Linked DNA regions of Mus musculus: region 2 is linked to region 1. Evidence: chromatin contacts called from public promoter capture Hi-C data. All regions are on one chromosome and are shown on one strand. Each heading gives the region's core, a stretch centred on a gene start, on an enhancer-like site or on the middle of the called end of the contact. The rest is flanking DNA. Distances are from core to core; before and after follow the strand shown. Region 1 holds the start of Gcm1 (glial cells missing homolog 1). Region 2 overlaps Gm34654 (a long non-coding RNA gene).

Region 1 (7,054 bases), core at 3,590-6,089:
TAAACTATATGAAAATACAGGGCACTCTTTTTATGACTTTCATTTTAATTTAATTTAGTCATTTGTAATTTTAATATCATAAAGTTACATATTACTATTATATAAAACTTAGAAAATCAAATTCTTAAATTAGGTATCAAAGCATTCACAGAGTGAGCCAAGAAAGGTGGGTTTTGTCTGTAATTCTAGCAGCGGGGAGGCTAAGCTACAAGGATTGCGTTCATACCAAAGTCAGCCTAGATTACACTGTGTGAGACCATCTCAAAAAATAAAAAGAAAGAAAAAAAGAAAAGAAAAAAAACCCCAAGTTTTACATTGTGTTATTACACTAAAATTAATTTTCATTCTTTTTTTTTTTTTTTAAGATTTATTTATTTATTATATGTAAGTTCACTGTAGCTGTCTTCAGACACTCCAGTAGAGGGCATCAGATCTTGTTACAGATGGTTGTGAGCCACCATGTGGTTGCTGGGATTTGAACTCCGGACCTTCGGAAGAGCAGTCGGGTGCTCTTACCCACTGAGCCATTTCACCAGCCCTTAATTTTCATTCTTAGAATGGTCTACCCTTATATAGAGCAACTACCTTCCAGCCTGACTAGTTTATTAATCCTTTCCATGAAGTGTCTCCAAATAGAACAAGGACATCAAACACACACACAAAAATCAACAAGGCCTCATCTAGTCCAAGGGAAAGAATCACAATGGCGCTAAGGCTGGCCTTATGCCAGAGTCACAGGAATACCACACCATACCTGGCTTTTCACACAGACACTTTAAGCAAATCTGGTAAAAGATAAGATGTTACTAAAAACAAAACAAAACAAAACTGTAAGTCAGGTGTGGTGGTGCAACACCTTTAATCCCATCACTCAGTAAGAAGAGGCAGGCAGATATCTAAGAATTCAAGGCCATCCTGGTCTACATAGCAAGTTCTGAGCCAGTCAAGGTTACATAATAAAATCCTCTAACAACAAAGGAAACAAAATATACTGTCATTTTGACCCTACAGATAACTTTTTGGAGTGAATTTGCCTCTTCTGGGTTGCCTATAGATGGATGGAATTCTAAATGTCTAGAAGAGTCAACAAATGTCTTTGTATCAAAAATTGCTCTCTAGAGTAATCCTGCTACTTCCCACGTGAGGAATGGCCACCCTAAAGGATGTTTCTGGTTTTAGTTATCCCCCTGAGTTCTACCAGTGGGAAAGCCTTTCACCTGTTCCCTAGCTGCAAAGGGACTGTTTCTAGAGCAGAAGTGTGCATGTTGACCGTGGACTTTCCTGTGTGATAGCTAGCCTAAGGAGGCAAGAATGTTTTGGGGTTTGGAAATTCATTCTGGAACGGGAGCTTTTGGGCCTTGAGTTTCCCTCCATGGAACTGATGAATGAAAGGGGTGTGTGTGTGTGTGTGTGTGTGTGTGTGTGTGTGTTTAAGGCCAGCCTATGGTCATTCCCTACCTCTGCCTCCTACATGGGAGTTGTATAGGCATGCACCACCACTCCTGAAAAAATGATGTCAACACGCGTGGCAGCTCTGCCCTCCATTTACAAGTTCCTCCATATCTTCTGACCTCAGCTCTCAATATTATCTCCAGCTCACATTCTGGGGGCGGGGAGGGGGGAGGATACAAGCATGAAATTAAAAATAGGAAGAAATACAGACCACTGAGCCAACAGCAATTAAAATTTACTCTCAAGTTTTCCTAAGACAGCTGCAGCAATGGTGGCACAAGTCAACGGCAACTTCCAAAACAAGCCCTGAAAATGGATGTTTGCCCAGCATGGTGGCGGTTTATTTGCCCTCTTGATGAATGGGCATATTTTTCTGTCTTCCAGCTTTCTCACACCCACCAAAGGAGAACTCAAGGAGAAATTGAAGGAAACCAATGAGAAACAGAAGAGAGGGTCCATTACTGTGAGAACCCAGAAAGGTGGTGAGCTGAGACTGGAGTCCCCAACCCCTCTGCCCTGCCCAGGACAGACTGGAGGATCAATTGTTTCAGTATTTGGTATTAGTGGACTCCAGGCTTACTAGTCACAGCCACATGCCCAGTAAAACCATCTTTAGACACCAGGAAGAGAGGACAAGATAGGAGTGATAGACACAGAAACTTGGTCTTAATTAATGCTTTCCATTGAATTAGAGTTCAAAGGTTATTTGCTAGTTGGGCTTGTGATTGGGAGACAGAAGCAAAAGGATTGTGAGTTCAAGACAAGCTTGCGCTCCTTTGGGGATTTAAGACCAGCTTGGGCTGTTGAGTAAGACCTTGTCTCCCTCCTCCCCCCAGTTCTTTCATATGCACACACAGCACAGCTATTTGCATAGAGGAGGCCACAGACCGTGTGACAAGCAAAGCAAGCGCTCTTGGGTAGAGTGGGGACCAGCCAATGAACCCATGGATGGTAGTTCCTTAAGTCCCTCAAGAGCAGGCTGTGACCCCAAGGGCACCACTGTTCAGATAGTCCAGGGTCAGGGTTAACTGTTAAAAGTGTCACAGTAAAGAAGTCGCTATGGAGTTGTATGCCTTAAGAGGAGTCACTCTGCTTGCAAGTACTGAGTGTGTAAACTGAGTGAGCCAGCTTCGAAAGGGAGGAAGCAGTGCTTTCTTTGGCTCTGTCTGTTCTTGTGGGTTTCAAATCCTAGGCCTTACTTCTCCCCTTGCAATCCCTCAGTTTAGCTGTACGGTTGAAGCTCTAAAGGCGTTCACCTGGCTAGGATCTGACAGATTCCCTTCTAGAGCCTAGGGGGGGAGTTGAGCATCAGGCCTCACCGCCACATGCTGGGCCAGTCCTCCAAGCGCATACCTGAGGCAGTTTCACATCGTTAATGTCCCAGCTCAGTATCTCTTTGTCTTCAGGATCAAAGTCGTCCAGTTCCATGATAAGGTCTGCTCAACACAGGCTCTTCTCTACTCCAGTTGTCAGAGCTATTTGGAGTCTCAGAACTCGGGCCACAAGAGCAGCTGAAGGGCTTGTTTTTCAAAGCTAAGTAAATAAATGATAATAACACAGATGATTTAAGAGATTAGAAACTACAAAGCCAGATGTGGTGGCTCAGACCCTAGAGACCGAGGCAGGAAGATTGCCGATTGCCGTGAGTTCAGGACCAGCCTGGGTTACAATATGAGACTGTCTCAAAAGAGGGTGGTGGGGGGCTTAGGAGATAAATGGGTTTGCTACTAAGCCTGAAGATCTGAATTCAGTTCCTGGAACCCAAATGGTAGGAGAAACCCCACAAGCTGTCTTCTGACCTCTGACCTCTGTGTGTGTGTGAATGTGTGTGTATGCATTCACACATGTTAATAATTTTTCTGGTGATCATTAGCTCAGTCCCATGTGCACATTAAAGCTTAAGACTTGGAAACAAGGGGCTGCTGGGGAGATAGATGGCTCAGCAGTTAAGAACACTGACTGTTCTTCCAGAGGTCCAGAGTTCAATTCCCAGCAACCACATGGTGGCTCACAACCATCTGTAATGGGATCTGATGCCCTCTTCTGGTGTGCCTGAAGATAGCAACAATGTACATATATATACATAAAATAAATAAATCTTTTTTTTTTCTAAAGAAGCAACAAAGTAATACAATACAGAAAGAATCCATCTATTACCTGTCTGCTGGAAATAGCAATTTCATTGACATTTTTGCAAGTACCAACTGCCAATAAAAAAATCTGCAGAAGCCACTAGCACTTGCTACAGTAGACTTTAGGGTTTCAATACTCTGGTCCCTACTTTTATCCTCAGGTATATTTCCATCCTCATTGCTAGATCTGGGTTATAAGAGCCTTAGGAGCCATTATTACCTGGAACCACCTAGTTCTACCAAAAATATGTAAATTTGCATAAAAAGACACAGCTAGCTTAGGACTATGCCCATAGCACTTTAGATTAACTAATATTTTTATAGATAAATCCCATGAACTGTTCATCACCTTTGTAAGATCAGCCCCCTTCCCCCAAACCACGAAGTCCAGTCCCCTCCGCAAACACTGCCATTCAAGACTAAATGTGCGAGAGGCTCTTCTCAGTCTGTCTTAGCTTTGTTTCTGGGCTGAGGTGTTTGTGGCGCTGAGGATGGACGCCGGGGCTTGCACTGAACCACCGAGGTGCTACCACCGGCCCCTCATCGGTAACTTCTAAGTAAATCTCTATGTTTAGGAAACAATTATTGAGCTGCTTGGAAAAAGATGGTTGCCACCTCAGTTCAGAGACCGCTCACATGACAAGTAGAGAAGTAGTGAATAGTAAAAGTCATCGTCTGTCACAGCCCTAACTCTGCTAGCCCAAACTTGTAATTAGAATGGTTATGACCCACAGCGCACTTCACACAAAACAGAACAGATTAAAAAAAAAAAAAGTTGGAAAACAAGATTTATACTGTCTAAACCTAAAAATGCTGTTCTTAGACAAGGCTAGATACTTGATTTTAAATTAAGAGCAGAGGAATAAAGATTTTACTCCCCAAAAGTACAATAATTTTAAAAACTTTAAAGAGACTTTTCTCCAACACATACTTTTATGAAGTGAGGATTAATTTAGTATTTCCCTAAAAACTAAGAACAAGACATTGGGGAAAACCTGCTTTATCCCGTCAGTAAGTAAACTCAATCTTTCCCCAGGATTAAAATAAAGGTCTAAATTTTTCAAGACTTCCTTTTATTTCAGAGTTGTGACCAAGGCGTGTTCAGCTTCCATCATTTTTACAGACCATGACCTAGAACAAATAAAGCCTGTGGCCATGGCTACACAACTCACCCTGTCCGCCTTCAGTGCTCCCGAGTCTGTCCTTCTTGTCAGCTTCTTGTCCAGGTGTCATACAAGTGTCAGCTCTGGCTCAGGTCCTGCAAGTTCTGTTCATTTCTAAGTGGTCGCTGTTCCCTAACCCAGGTCAGGGTACACTATGCTAATGACTCTGGCAACTGTCCAATCAAAATCAAGATGCTTTCAGCCAGGGACAGGTAGGAGCAGCCCAGCTCTTCTCAGGGTGCTAGCCATGTGATGAATATTCTATGGTGTGCCTCTGAACTTTCCCCTCCTTAATGCTAAGAGGACATCTAACTTAAAAGGATATTGAGGGAAAAACAAAACAAAACAAAACTCTGAAAAGAAATACAGATTTTTTTTTCCTGATAGTTTTATAGATTGAATCCAAGAGCGACTGTTTTACAGTAGATGCGTTTTATCCTCTGTGTGTGTGAGCGAGAAGGCAGACAGGGAGACTCATGGCAGTGCAAACACCGAGGGGGGGGGGGGATGGAAATTACTGAGATAGTTTTTAGACAGCTAGCAGCCCTAAACCAGAAACACTGAAAGCCATCTCTAATTCTAAGTGTATCAAACCTGACAACGAATGCAATTCTTCAAGCCCAGCTCCTCTGCGGAATCCCAGGTAGTCTGCTGGGCTTCGGAGATATAACGGAGAATCAAAGACATCAAGAAGTTCTGTGTAGTTCAGGGTGGCAGGGCAGAGCTCTAACTCCAGGGAGTGTCTCTGCAAATTCAAGGCTAGCCTGAGCTAAACAGCAAACCCCCCCCCACCTCCCCCAAGGTCTTTTTTCATTTCCATATCTAAATCTGACCCATCTTTTAGGAATTCTAACAGACCCATCCAATATCTTCCAATACTGTTCTGAAACACGTGACTTCTCTTTTCGATGATATTTCAGAACCCTTAACCGTATCACTAACAGTAACTGTTTTTCTAATCACAAAATAAAATCAAAATCTGTTGTCTTGTTTATCATTGTGGCTAATCCATAGTGCAATCTTTCAGTAGATATCTAAGACTGTATTTTGGTCACATAGCTTCAAACTCTTGCTTTTTTTTTTTTCTGCATGTACCAAATGTAGATATTTTTTGCTTAATTTGTGGGATTGCCTCCTCTCGTTGATGTGGATCTGACCTGGCTTGCCAGCTGCTCTGAGTCGAAGGGTTTTTTTTTTCCCCCTCCTTTCCTTCACAGGAAACTCCTGCTGGGTTCCAGCTGCAGCACCAGGGCTATGCCTGTCCCAAGGACAGGTTCTACCCAGTGAGCTCCATGCCCTAAGGCTGAGGTCTCAACTTGCCAAATCCTCACTTCTGCTACTGGCTCTGTGAATTCTTTGCTTTTGTTTATTGATTGGTTTCTTAGTTTTTTGAGATGGGAGTGACCTCCTATAGACCAGGCTGACCTCAGAATTACTATGTAGCAGAAGGTCACTTGAAATTCCTGGTCTTCCTTCCTCTTTCTCCCAACTGTTATCAACTTCCTTTGACTGAATTCTTACAATGAATCAGAGGCCACGCTGGGCATTTCCCTAAATTACGCTTGATGCGCATAGTCTTTCTGTCACTCCTACTCCTTCTCCCCAGGCATGCCCACCACACTCAGCTAGGAACGATTCTAACATGAGAAATAAAACTGTACAGTCAAGCATCACAGACAACCGATGCTGGATTGGGTCTGTGGTCTTTGTCTCCGCCTCCGTGCAAGTAGAAGTCTCTGTGTCCTTTTTCCATTTGTTGCTTCCTCCCTGGACAAGGACCCTGCCTAGGAAATGTGGATAGAACCACCTGTGGAGTAGCTGACCTTACCTGCTAATGCTTCTCTTACCCACCCCCGAATTCCCTTCAGTCTGCCACCAGTCTGTTGGGATCTTTCTGGCTGATTTCATGAGTATAATAGTAATGCTTTAGGCATTGGAGGTGAGATAACTTTTATTGGTGTGGGACCGTCTCATGTACTGACTCCCTAGATATTACATTCTGGCAACATCCCCTCTCTGTGGCATTCATAACCCAGGCATCGGTCATGTTTGAAACTGTCAAAGAAAGCAAACAGGAGAGTCATATTATACTGCCCTTTTCTGGTCCAGGACCTCTCTGTCATCTCGGTACGGAGGGTTCGGCCTAGCTATGACCTCTGATTCCTACCTAACGGGTGGACTTCTTCCACGCATAAAACTTTCCTTCCAGAATCTATTTCAACTAGTGTTCCAGAGTCCAATCCCCCAGTTCTGCCATGCCTCATCTCTTAATCAAGAAGTCTTTCTAACTTTCATTGTGTGTTAGAC
Region 2 (6,671 bases), core at 2,334-4,833, 230 kb after region 1:
TGTGTGTTATTGCAGATCCTTGCACAGTGTGTTTGGGGCAGGGTGAGGGAGGGATCCTAAACTGATACTGAATAAGGAGGTTAGTAAACCTGGTGAGAGCCTGAGAGATTGACAGCCCCATAGATGGAACGCCCACCACGCTTGACTGGGAAAGGCCTGGTTCAGGAGTTACAGGGACGAGCAAGCGCCTGGTGGGGCTGGAGAGTAGAAGGGAGCTACAGAGTGGGGTAAAGGGGTCTTAGTCACGGTTCTGTTGCTGTGAAGAGACACCATGACCAAGGCAACTTATGAAAGAAAGCATTTAACTTGAAGCTTGCCTATAGTTTCAGACTTAATCCATGACCATTATGATAGGAACATGGCAGCAGGTAGGTTAGAATGGCCCTGGAGCAGTAGCTGAGATCTCACATCTAATCCACAGGTTGTAGGCAGAGGGAGAAAGAGAGAAACTGGGCCTGGCGTGGGCTTTCAAAACTTCAAAGCCCACTCTTGGTGGCACATGCCTTCTAACAAGGAATCACATTTTCTGTAATCTTTCTAGCATACACATTTGTCTGAGGTCAGTCATAATATTCAGACTTTAAGTGAATAATTCAGTGGTATTGGTTTGTTCAGCTTTTGTGTAGCCAGCCATCGAAACTGTCAATCATTCCTCTGCTTCCGTCTTCCACACATTTCATATCAATGGCTCATGTGCTCTCTAACCTTTGTGTTCAGCGTCTTTTATTGGGAATAATGCTTTCAAGGTTCACTCCTGCTGGCATGTATTTTATTCCTGTTAGAGCTGAAGAGTAAACCATTATATGAACAGACCTCGTTTTCGGTTCAGCCTGGTAACCACTACACAATGGAACCTATGTGGACCACACTTCCTTTCTTCATCCATGGATGAACCTTTAGGTTGCTCTAGCTTTTGCCTGTTGAGAACACTGTTGTCACAAGCATTCGTCTGTGGTGACAAATGACTTCTTGCTTTCCCTTCCTCATCAAAAGATGGAGTCAGTCCATTTCATTCCAACTTCTTTCATTTTAACAACTTAACTTCATTCTTGAAAACAATGTTTATATATATATATGTATTCTTGGTGCCCTTGGTGTCCAGAAGAGGACACTAGATCCCCTATGACTAAATGGTGGTGAGCCACCATGTGAGTGCTGGGTATCAAACTTAGGTCCTCTGGAAGAGCAGCCAGTATCTTAACCACTGAGCCATCTTTCCAGCCCCTTCATTTCATTCTTACTCTGTAGTTGCAACTTTTCTGTTGCCATGATAACACCCCACCTCGCAGCCTTGCTTTCTACAACAGACACCTCCCTTGACCTGGTTCCCCTTCCTGTATGCAGCTCTCCTTAGCAGATATCTCAGCTCTGGCATCTCCAGCATCTTGAGATCTCCTTTGCAATCCAGGCTTCACGTTTCCAGTGACATGCTATGGCCTCTCAGAGCTTCTTGTCCTCTCAGGGCCTCCATGCAGGGACTCCTGTAAAACACACTCCTTGGCCTTAAAGGATCTCTGAAACAGTGGAGGATGAATCCATGGGCAACACCGTTGTGTTTGGCTGCCAGCCTGGGATGAAACCGGATCCCCTTAAACCACAGGAACAGTTTGTTTCCAGTTGCTTTCAAGGAGCAGGAACCTCCTTAGGTTTTCTTTCCAAAGCTGGAAGCTTAGCTGGGTGTGGCCCTACCCCGAGGACATCCTTCCCTTTTTTCCTGTGCCCTCTCCTTAAAGGCACTAATCTCCACAATTACAATACCTACTGTATTGGCTGTAACACAGGCTTCTTACTGCTGCTTTTCTCTTCAACCTATATTTTTTATTTCTTTCCTCTCCACTCGCTCTTTTTTAAGTTGCAGACCTGAATAAGAGTAATTACTAATAACTATGCTAAAGAGTTGATATTATGTTGCCTTGAAATTTCTTCTGTCAAATAAATTAGTCTTTGCTAATTTAGCCTTGGGCAAGTTCTTAGGCCATGGGCAGAAAGCAGCAAATTCTTTGCTAAAATATCACAAGACTGACCAGTTACTGTTAAAAGTTTTGCTTTCCCCTAGAACTCCTTGACCCAGGCCTCCACCATCTGCATTTTTCTCAGCACAAAAATCTTGTAGGCTCCTACTAGAAGAACCCACTAAACTGTACCAACAGCGTTCAACCACTTTGAAGTCCAAAGTCCCAAAGCCTTTCACATTCCTCCAGGAAACCCCAACATGATCGGTGCTTTTGCCACAACAACCTAGTCTCTGGGACCAACTTTATAATAGCCATTCATATGTTGTGATTAAATGCCATAACCAAAGCAACTTACGGAAGACAGTTTGTTTTGGCTAACAGATTCAGGGGGGTGAGAGCCTATCGTGGCAGGGAGGCTTGCCAGTACTTGGAAGGCATGGCAGCTGGAGAAGGAAAGGAGAACTCACATCTTCAAATGCAGTGAATGAGAGAGAGAGAGGGAGAGATAGATAGATAGATAGATAGATAGATAGATAGATAGAGAATGCTAACTGAAGATGGCATTAGGATTTTAACTCTCAAAGCCTGCATCCAGTGATGTACTTTCTTTAGCAATGGTAAGCTGCCAAAGCTTCCCCTGACAGCACCACAAACTGGGACCAAATGTACCAATATCTGAGCCCATGAAGCTTGGTCTTATTCAATTCACGTATATCCCAAACCCTGGCTTAGCTCCCCAGTGAATAAGTACAAGTTGCATGTCCTATTTTATATACACTGTAGTTAGTTGTATTAATCCTAGGCCAAATGACCGTTTTCAAAATATAGATGTTAAGTCCTTGTGGATACATGGCAGGTCCCCACCCTTCCATCATCTCTTCACCAGCCCTTCTGGTTCTGCACTTACTATCTTTGCTTAGTCCCACAGGGCCCTGATATTGGCAGGAGTTCTTCAGGCCAGTTCCATCCTAGAGACAGACCATAGTAGTTCCTGAGAGTCTCCATTATCATTCTGTGTATTGGCACCACAGTAACTTCTGAGCTACAGTTATTTTAAATTGTCTCCACTATTGGACTGGAGAGATGGATCAGCAGTTGAGTAGTAGCTGCTCTTCCAGAGCCCTGAGTTCAATTCCCAGCAACCACACGGTGGCTCATGACCATCTATAAAGGGATCTGATGCCCTCTTCTGGCATGCAGGTGTACATGCAGACAGAGCACTCATACATCAAACAAACCAACCAACACACAAGCAAATAAAAATAGAAAAAAAAAAAAAACAATCGTTTCAGTAATCACTATTCTCACATATATAAAATGTTCTCAAATGTATATTCCAATGTGATCATTGAGTGTCCATCCAAAGTGTGGACACTCCTTGGTGGCTCGTCCTATCTCATCCCCACCGTGCAGTTCAGGGTGATAGTCTCTGAAATCAGTAACAATTGTGCTTAAGGCCTTCCCCCTTATTACTTGGAGCTAAACCGTCCTCCTGGGCACAGACTTACAGGCCACACTCACTGAGCTCAAGCTCAAGAAGATCTGTGGGGAATCCATCTTTCACAAAGGCAATCTGGGGAGGGATTGAGGGAGATAAGCCCCTCAGCGATGGTACGGGTGGAGGAGGTGGCTTCCGGATTGTGATAAGAAACGGGAACAAGCTTACAATTGCTAAAGCTAAGCCGCTTTGCTTCATTGTGAGTAACTGTAATTCAAAGTGACAGGAAACCTGGCCAAGCTTTTAATACTTCTCAGTCTTAGGAGGGGAGTGTGGGATGGAATGACTTTTTAAATGCTGCAATAAATTCTCCCAGCCCGAAGATTTGATTTATTTATTTATTTAGTTAGTTAGTTAGTTAGTTAGACAAGCATACTTTTATTTGTCCTTCCTAGCTGACAAACAGCACTACACTTCACTGTCCTGGCACAGCCCATAGCTACATTTGAACTAACTGGCTATGGAATGTGCCGAGGGACCTGGAGAGATGGCTCGGTGATTAAGAGCCATTGATGTTCAGCAGTTAAGAGCACTTGTTACTTGTCTTAGTCAGGGTTCTATTGCCTCGATGAAACGCCATGCCCAGAAAGAAAGTTGGGGAGGGAAGGGTTTATTTGGCTTACATTTCCACATCGCTGTTCATCACTGAAGGAAACCAGAGCAGAAACTCACACAGGGCAGGCAGAAAACTGGACAGAGGAGCTGATGCAGAGGCCATGGAGGGATGCTGCTCACTAACTTGCTTTCCGTGCCTTGCTCGGCCTGCTTTCTTATAAAACCCAGGATCACCAGCCCAGAGTGGTACCACCCATAATGAGCTGGGATACACCCCCACCAATCACTAATTAAGGAAATACCTTGTATCTGGGTTTTATGGAGGCGTTTCACCACTGAGGTTCCCTCCTTTCCAGTGACTGTGTCAGGTTGCCATAAAACTAATTAGCAGAAGACTTGAGTTTGTTTCTCAGAACCCACATGATGGCTCACTGATGGACTGGAGAGAGGGCTCAGCAGTTAAGCACCTCCAGTTCTGGAGTATCTGATGCCTTCTTCTGATCTCTGTGGGCCCATGATATATGTGGTGCACAGATACACATGTAGGCAAAATGCTTGTCTATATAACATAGAAATAAATAGGTCCTTAAAAATTAAACAAAGCTATTCAAAAATAGTTTATACTATGAAACGCTGTGTTGTGGAGACAGAAACACACACACACACACACACACACACACACACACACATACACACACACACACACACACACACATACACACACACACACACACACACACACACATACACACACACACCACACACACACACACACACATTGGTGGAGAGAGAGAGGGAGAGAGAATACAAGTTATAAGCTCATAAAGAATGAATTCTCAAGGGGAAAAAAGAACAAGATCTAACATATATGCTTTGAAGAATTATTGCTATTTGTCCATTGTTTGTACACAAAAGAAAAAGTGGCGTGGTGTGTGTGTGTGGGGTGTGTGTGTGTGTGTGTGTGGTATGTATGTGTGTGGTATGTGTGTGTGTGTGTGTGGTGTGTGTGTGTGTGTGGTGTGTGTGTGGTGTGTGTTTGTGTGGTATGTGTGTGTGTGGTGTGTGTGTGTGGTGTGTGTGTGTGGGGTGTGTGTGTGTGTGTGTGTGTGTGTGTGTGTGTGTGTGGTGTGGTGTGTGTGTGTGTGTGTGTGTGTGTGTGTGTGTGTGTGGTGTGTGTGTAAGATATTTATGCTTACTTCTGTATCATATACTTCTCTCTTGCTATGATAAAGCACTGTGACCGAAAGCAACTTATGGAAGAGTTTATTCTGGATAATAGTTCCCGAGGGGAAAGAGGGGGAGTCCGGAATAGTGGGAGAGAGGCAGCAGCAGGCAGCCAGAGCAGCAAGCTGAGAGCTCATGCCTCCAATCACATACGGAACATAGAGAGAGCCAACCGGATGCAAGGCAAGGCTACAAACTCACAACCCCTACAACCCAGCTGTGGAACTCCTCCAGCAAGGCTCCACCATGTAAAGGTTCTAGAACCTCCCCAAATAGTGCCACCAGCTGGGGACCAAGTGTGAGAATACAGGCGTCTACAAGGCATATTTCTCAGTAAAAGCTCCACAGTGGTCTTAAAGGTCTTCAAACTGCAGACTGCCTAGTGTTTATATCGAGCCAGCCTTTTTGGCTCCCTTAGGGGCCTCCCATCAGCTGCCTCAGCCTCAGCCTCAAAGCTGCTCAAGGGGGTGGAGGTGGGGGAGGGGAGGGTGGATGGGAGGGTGGTGGAATGCTTCACCTTGCTTTACCTTCACCTCACCCTCAGGGTCAATCAATCAGAATGTCCTTTTTTCTGTCACCTTTCTTCCTCATTCTGAGTTAGCTGTGGATTCAAATCCTCACTCTAACTCACGCATGACCCCTTGGACAGCACCAGGAGCAACCCCGAGGGCAGTCTCCACTTCCGAGAGGCATTGAGAGGGTGAATGGAGGTCACACACAAACAAAAAACCAAACCTGTGTGGAGGCTCCCTGCAGGGTCCTTCAACTTCTTACTGGCTCAGCTTAAACCTCTTTTCTGCCTGTGGGTGTCAGTGAGGTGAGCCTTTGGTAGAGACCAGTGGACAGTGACATAGCCTGCCAATTGCACGTTAGTCTTTTGATGTCACCTCACACCAACACACTGACTCCCTACTTATCTGCCTGAAGGAAACTGGGCAGAAGCACAGAAGCACATGTTGAACAAGCCCCAGCGTTGGCCTCAGAGAAGCGGAAAAACTTGTCGGACCCTCATTTAAGACCTATTCTGATGTAATCACAGCCTTCTCTCCATCCTCACCCTAGTCATTGGCCTTCTGAATAATTTTCTGACCCCAGAACAGAACCCCTCTCTTGCTCCTGCTTGTCTTCCTGCTTCTTTTCTGCCCTGTACTTTGGCCGTCATGGTTCCCCCTGTCCAGGGTCTGGTTTCCCCACTTTGCAAGTCCTTAACTGAAAGTTGCCTTTTCCAAGAAGCCTGCCTGCCGCTTCACTGGATCTTCCAACGGTCTTTCCCCGTGTATGGCTGACCAGGACCCAAGGTCTCGGTTTAATTTCCACTGATGTGTTAGAAAGCATAACCAAAACCAACCAGGGGAGGAAAGGGTTTATACATCTCAATCGCAGCACGATTCTTGAGAGAAGCCAAGGTAGAAACTTAAAGCAGGACATAACCACGGAGT

Evidence for each region. Promoter capture Hi-C pulls out the DNA fragments that hold promoters and counts their contacts.
Region 2: a promoter capture Hi-C map of hematopoietic stem and progenitor cells shows a contact between it and region 1. The contact joins the enhancer-like site here to the promoter of Gcm1 in region 1. A contact is called at or near these places in 21 of 39 promoter capture datasets (the 3T3-L1 cell line, the C10 cell line, the HPC-7 cell line and 15 more), 1 of 15 datasets of contacts at CTCF or cohesin (large pre-B cells), 5 of 484 Hi-C or Micro-C datasets (B-cell progenitors, the HPC-7 cell line, Th1 cells and 2 more), 14 of 115 datasets of contacts at active chromatin or transcription factors (the HPC-7 cell line, bone marrow-derived macrophages, double positive thymocytes and 8 more) and 5 of 9 other capture datasets (adipose tissue, embryonic stem cells, liver and 2 more).

What each region holds. Positions count from the first base shown.
Region 1 is chr9:78,049,743-78,056,796 of GRCm38.p6, reverse strand. It overlaps Gcm1 (glial cells missing homolog 1), which reads right to left and starts at 4,839. Exons shown (of 6, transcript NM_008103.3): 1 at 4,757-4,839; 2 at 2,806-2,985. The coding sequence starts at 2,880.
Region 2 is chr9:77,815,978-77,822,648 of GRCm38.p6, reverse strand. The region is part of intron 1 of Gm34654 (a long non-coding RNA gene); the gene reads left to right. Among named protein-coding and RNA genes, the nearest start is that of Gm34654, 33 kb to the left of the region's middle. Within about 2 kb of position 3,583, at least 14 of the 459 cell types and tissues checked have an H3K27ac peak or open chromatin away from gene starts, as enhancers often do. A contact at or near this core is called in bone marrow-derived macrophages, hematopoietic stem and progenitor cells and neutrophils, where this site is marked.